Regions from separate parts of the Mus musculus genome. Here region 2 is linked to region 1. The links are chromatin contacts, called in public Hi-C maps. All regions are on one chromosome and are shown on one strand. Each heading gives the region's core, a stretch centred on a gene start, on an enhancer-like site or on the middle of the called end of the contact. The rest is flanking DNA. Distances are from core to core; before and after follow the strand shown.

Evidence for each region. Hi-C and Micro-C count contacts between places; a contact is called where the count stands out from the background.
Region 2: a Hi-C map of nephron progenitors shows a contact between it and region 1, with 2.7 times the contacts expected there. The contact joins the enhancer-like site here to the promoter of Map10 in region 1. A contact is called at or near these places in 15 of 39 promoter capture datasets (the 3T3-L1 cell line, 3T3-L1-derived adipocytes, the HPC-7 cell line and 10 more), 5 of 484 Hi-C or Micro-C datasets (embryonic stem cells, erythroblasts, nephron progenitors and 2 more), 6 of 115 datasets of contacts at active chromatin or transcription factors (bone marrow-derived macrophages, cardiomyocytes, embryonic midbrain and 3 more) and 2 of 9 other capture datasets (embryonic stem cells and macrophages).

Annotation. Positions count from the first base shown.
Region 1 is chr8:125,667,984-125,671,110 of GRCm38.p6, reverse strand. Map10 (microtubule-associated protein 10) reads right to left here and starts at 1,293. Exons shown (of 1, transcript NM_028908.3): 1 at 1-1,293. The coding sequence starts at 1,241.
Region 2 is chr8:125,869,234-125,872,283 of GRCm38.p6, reverse strand. The region is part of intron 8 of Pcnx2 (pecanex homolog 2); the gene reads left to right. Among named protein-coding and RNA genes, the nearest start is that of Gm46061, 19 kb to the right of the region's middle. Within about 2 kb of position 1,278, at least 67 of the 459 cell types and tissues checked have an H3K27ac peak or open chromatin away from gene starts, as enhancers often do. A contact at or near this core is called in bone marrow-derived macrophages, extraembryonic endoderm stem cells, nephron progenitors and 1 more, where this site is marked.

The DNA of each region.
Region 1 (3,127 bases), core at 44-2,543:
GGGGATGTGGACTTGGTGGAAGGGTCTGGCCCCTTGTCTTCACCTCTGTACAACCAGGCTAAATGGGGATGCACCTGGGTGGGGCTTGCCACGGGCTGGTTGCACAGCAAGGACAGCTCAATCAATAAAGCATTCAATAGTGGCAGCTGTCTTATAGCATTGACTGGACTTTGTTCAATCTGAGGAGGACACGGAGCTTCGTTCGCTTCTCCTGGACCCTGAGTCTGAGGAAGATTTGGAAGCACAGGAGGGCTCTCCTGCACTGCAGCTCTTGTATGTTTCACTGGCCTTAAGGGAGGACTTACGAGTTTTGTTTCGGGAAAAATGTCATCTAGATCCTCAGGTTCATTTCTCTGAGGCTCAATAGTGATTTCAACCCTGGCTGAAGGAGTCTTTTCCTGAGTCAGGTGAGTGTAATACAGTGGAGGAGGGCAAAATGTGTTGGTTTCAAAGTCCAGTTCTGTGACATCCTGACTGACAGAACTGACAGTTTTCCCACTGGGAGCGGGTGAACAAGGGGCAGAAGCCATGTCCCCAGAGCTAGCCTTACTGTGTAAGACCGCTTCTTCCCAGGACTTCTGGACAACTGAGGCGTCTGAGTCCCCTGCAGACCAGCTGTTGGTATCCTTGGCACATGGCTCTGAGCCCTCCAGAAGGCGTGCATTTGAGACACACTGTAGACATCTGGCAGAGATGCCTTTGGTGCATGGCTTCGAGGTCTCCTCGGTTCTTGGCTCTGACACCTCCAGGGCTTCGGAGTCCAGGATACAAGCAGGGCTCAGAGGGCCTCGCAGCTGCGGAACCCCCGGGGAAAAGCGTCCCAGTTCGGTCAGGCGATAGAAGAGCGCCAGCTCCCCAACACGCTCGGCCTCTGGCCCGCGCAGGGCGAATACACCTCGCTGGCCCAGGGAGGGGACCAGCAGGATGTCGCAAGCTCCCACCAGGCCGGGCGCAGAAGTCGGGCCCACGGGCAGTTGCAGCAGGGCTGCGCGCAGACGCGGGCGCCGCAGGGCGGCAGGGTGCAGGCGCAGTAGGCAGGCCTTGCCGCGCCCGAAGCTGATGGCGCCGCGCTGGGGCTCCGGGCCAGGAGCGGCCGGCGGGAAGACGAGCAGCGGCGGGAAGTCCAGCAGGCGAAACGCCACAGCCGGGCTCGCGGCGCACGGCGACAGCCCGGTCTCCAGCCGCACCCAGTCCACGAGCAGCTCCAGCGAGAAGAGCCGCCCGGCCGCCGTGGTCGCCATTGCTGTTGCCCCGGGCGACGCCGCCAGCTCGCTCCGCCAACCGGAAGCGGGAGCGAGGGTCACGTGACCGGCCGCGCCCTCGCGAGACTTGACTTCCGGCCCCGAGTGCTCTTGGGAGTTCTTTTGCCTATGGGGTTTTGTCGGAGCAGCTGCGTGATGCTGAGGGAGTAGACGCGCTCAAGCAGCACTCTCTCTAAATTTTATATAAATGAATATAATTTCTATTTTATATTTCATCACCGCAGGTCCTACGTCTTTAGGGATCACGTACCGGAAGTAAATGGGCCGCCCTGCCCATTTAGGCCTCAGAGCCTGCTGACCACTGCTCAAGTCAACCTTTTTTGTGGTTGCTGTGCATCTGTCAGAGGCTGTAGCTTCTGTCACCGGCTCCTTCCTCTCTTTGTCCTCTCACACAATGACCACTAGTAGGCCATCCTGCCCTCACCGGACTTGTGGCTTCTTGAAGCCTCAGGAGGTTTGACCTCAGCTTCCATCGTGACCACCTTGCATCGCCCAGGTGTAGGGGAACTCTCAGTGTATTGGGACAGTGCACCCTAACACCCACCAGAGCCCTCACCTCCCACCCTGACATCTGACCACCCTGGTGTGTCTTCAAAAAGACTCTGTTATGTTAGTTGATGCAGAATTCCCTACGGATGGGAACCCACTAGCTTCGGGTCTTTACTATATAATATGAGGGGCCGGGGGAGAGGGATCATGTACTATCCTAAGGTATTGAAAATGATGGGTCAGGGCTGGAGGTGCAGCTCAGTGGAAGAGTGCTTGTTCACTGCATACAATCTCCAGTACCACCGCCATGAGAGCGGAAGAAGTGATTGGTTCAGTTAGTAGGCAAATGGCATTGGTACATATGTCTGGGAGGAGCGGTGAGTGAAAGTAGTGTCTGCCACTGGAGATCTGTAGTGCACAAGCTACGCACAGAGGAATTTAGCACCAGCCCATTTTACGATTTTACATCTCAGATCCAAGTTCAGAAGCTCCACAACTTCCAGGGTGTCTCGAAGATTCCCAACCCTGGTCTCTCATATAAGACGCAGATCAGGAGTCTCCCTTCCTATTTATTTGATCTAAGTCAGAGCTCACAAAGACACGTTGTGTTGGTCTCATGTTGTGGGTGATTCTGAGGCAGACACAACCCTTGTGCTTCTCTCTCTCTCTCTCTCTCTCTCTCTCTCACACACACACACACACACACACACACACACACACACACACACACGTCACTGTCTCACTGTCAGGATGGTAGCACAGTCACAAGGATAGAGTAGAAAAACACATATGCAGTCATATAGTCCTGGCTCCCTCAGTTACACCATCAAGGGAAGGAGGGAAGCAGGTGACCAACTATCAGCTGTGATGCTCCACCCTCCACAGGCACCAAAATATGCTGGGTTCTTACCAGCTTCTTGTTGGTCTTAGTCCTCTTGGTAACCTCATCAGTTAGGTTGCATAGCAACAAGTGTTCAAGCTGCAATAGATGTTAGATCTTCCTGTCTTTAGTTAAGTGTGGAAAACTAGCAGCATCCATGTCAAAAACATGGCTCAGGGAACAAAGACCATCAAACACTCAACAGCAGAGAGGCAAATTCAGGGCCTCTCTGGAGGTTTATTCTGTAGAATTCACTACAGCAGTAAACAGTTTATTCTGTAGGAAAATCAGCCTGATGTTTGTTTGTCTTTGAGACAGCAGGGTCTCCTTTGCCACCCAGGTTTGATCTTGTGATCCACCCATCACAGCCTCCAGTGCTAGGATCACAGGCATCAGCCCCCAAACCTAGCTTGGCCCAACCTGCAGAGATGGGTTATATTTACAGGTCTGTGTGCCTCCACAACCCAATTTCAGGTAATGCTGGGAATGGAACCTA
Region 2 (3,050 bases), core at 29-2,528, 200 kb before region 1:
CATTGGCCTGGAGTTCTCCTAGCAGGCCAGGCTGGTGATGAGCCCCAGGAACACACGCCTGTCTCTGTCTCCTGAGTGTTGGGATTACAAGCTCACCTCAACAAACTTCACTGTGTGGGTTCTGGGATCAGAACCCGGGTCCCCAAACTTGCAGGGCAGGCACTTCATCGGCTGAGCCTTTGCTTGGTTTTTGCTTGGTTTTGTTTGGTTTTTGAGACATGCAGCCCAGGATGGTCTTGAACTTTGATTCTCCCTGCCTCTGTTTCCAGTTTCTGGGCTGACTGCCATGCACCACTAAGCTAGAGTGAGAGCTTCTGCTCTTCGTCCCATGAAAATTTGTCTACAAATGTTCTCCTTTGACAGACCCAAACCTTGAAGTTAACACTGCTCCCACATCACCTCTCATGGGCCATCCACCTTGTATTTCCTTTTTTGAGACCTGAGCCTCACCAAGTAGGCTGGGCTTCCCGGCCAGTGTGTGCCACCGATCCACCTCCCTCTGCCTCCTGAGTGCTGACACACCACTCCTGACTTTTGTATGTGGGTTCTGGGCCTCACACTCAGGGTCTTGTGTGTGTGTGGCAAGCGCTGTATCGACTGAGCCGTCTCCTCAGACCGTAGCTGCACCTGGCTTCCGAAGATGGGAAGCAGACAGAGACATTCCAGAAATAATCACCCGTTTTTTTGTTTTTGTTTTTGTTTTTGTTTTTTTGTTTTTGTTTTTTGTTTTTTTTTTGTTTTTTGTTTTTTGTTTTTTTTTTTTTTGTTTTGTTTTTTTTGCTTTATTCCAAGGAAGTGAAGACCTTGAGTTTGGAAAGACAGGGGTGGGGACAGCTGTGGTGAGACTGATGGGTGCTCAGAACAGGGAGATGTGGGGCTCCTCAGTGAACCCCACCAGCTGCCCTTTTGACAGCTCTCTTTGAGGATATTTATCCTCAAGCAAAGAGCGGTGTCACTGTTGGTTTGAAGATAAGTGTTTGCTGCATCAGGGTTAGAGACTTGGAAATTCTTGCCGGCTTTGATCACACAGAGGGGGGTGGGGGTGGGGGGATGGTCCCGGAGCAGGCCTTCCTGTGGTTTCTCCCACACCCTCTCTGAGGTGTGGTTTCTCAGTCTTTGTTGATCTCTCCTCGTCCTGGACTGGTCCTCATCCCGGGGTCTCACTCAGACACGTGGTTAAGAGGTGCTATTTCTCTCCAGGCCCCAGAGTTCCAGGAATAAAATTCCAAGCGGAAGCTGAGGCTTTGTGGCTGCACACACCCCCGGCTGCCACATGAGGGCACTCTCCATCCACTTGATTTCCCTCTGCAGCCTCTCAGAGGCTTCCCTTTATTTGTGCTGTCTTATGAAAGGGGAGTTGATCCCACATCAAAGCCCTCTCCCTGTTAGAAACCTCCCTCCCATCCCCCATCAGGCTGATGTCCTTTAGTGTCCTCTACAGCCAGTGAGCCTGTTACACTAACTTCTGTCCTAAGGCATCCCTCCCCACCCCCTTCCCACCCATCCCACAGTTGAGTCGGGAGCCTTGGGAAGGACAGGCAGAAAAGATAAGGTCTCCAGGGGGGCAGAAAACACTTGTTTTACAATCTGGTGAGGATAAGGAATTTCCGGCGATACTTTCTCTGTCACTGGGAGAAAGCAGCACTGGCCTTGGATTGTTCTTGCAGCTTCCCCAGATGGGTAGGACAACGTTAGGAACACAGGGACTCTAACCACTTTCCGTTTACCCCAGACCCAGCCCTGTCCCACCCAGCCCAGCAGAGATGCCAATTTGGAACAGAGCCTCATACTGTGTAACCCAGATTAGCCTCAGACTTCCAGCTATCCCCCTGCCTTAGTCACCCAAATGCTGGAATTCCAGGTTGGAGCCACCAGGGCCCAGCTCAGCTTCAGCCTCTTTGTTCCCTTCCGGGGCTGGTTCGTTCTTGTCACCCCTACACCACCAACCTCCCCCCTCATGTTTCTCTGAGTGCTCCAGCCTCTGCTTTGACCCTGAGGAGAACTAGTTGACCTGAGACCAACCCAGCCTCAGGCTGATGGAGACCTGGTGGTGTCACTGAGAAGGTCATTCCAGAGAGTGGGCTCTCTCCATCCCTCAGATGTTTCAGAGGAGGTGGGAACGTCCCTTGACATCCCTAATAAACAGTCCTGGAATAAATGTTTATTAATGCAGCAGAGAGCACTGGTCTCATGATCCTTTAATGCTGTAGCCGCCACAGCCTAGAGGAAGAGGATAGGCCCTGGAGGAGCAGCTCCATTTGAGGTACAGTCTTGCTAATCACAGGCTTGTCCCTCCAGGCTGCCCAGGAGCCAGCAGAGGTGACAGTGTGTGCTTGTGATAAGGGCCCAGCCACATCTAGTGAAAATAGTTCCTTGAGAGGGAAGCTGATCTGTTGTTTGAGTCTTTGTTAGATAATGATGAATGAATGCTGGACCTTCTTCACCATTGCAGTCGGAGCCAAGGCATTATCTATGGGAAGGCTGGCAGCCATCTTGCTACCTAACAGGGAGACTCAGGCCAAGTTCCTCATCAAGACGCAACAGCGAGACCAGAACCTCTTACTTACTTGTGCCTGACGTAGAGGCTCCATCAGGACGTTCTGTTCAGTCCGTTCTAGTTCCTACACCCCTAGGAAGGAAACGCCTGTCTCTCTCTCTCTCGGGCATAGAACCAAGGTGGCCAAGCCATGTGCTTTAAGCCGAGGCAGTCAGCAGTACAGCACTGGTTTGGATCCATTCCTGTTTATGACATAGTATTTTGCAATTAGAAGCATGCTTGCTAATGTGCAGGAACCGAGCCCAGAAGTAGTCCCTCCTTAGAGTACCACATCTTGGCAGGAAGCATCAGCAGGTGTGTATCTAGAAGAGCTGTTTCTAGCACCTTCTGTAGCAGTCAGCAGTAGAAGATCCATATACCTCTAGCTCCCCCATGTGTGGTGTGGTCCCCTTTCCTGCCCGTATGTCAGCCTGACCTCTCTCACCTGAAACGTAGCCTAGTTAGTTTCTTGGCTTCCATGCAGTTCTCACACAGCAAACTTCCGAGTCTCTGT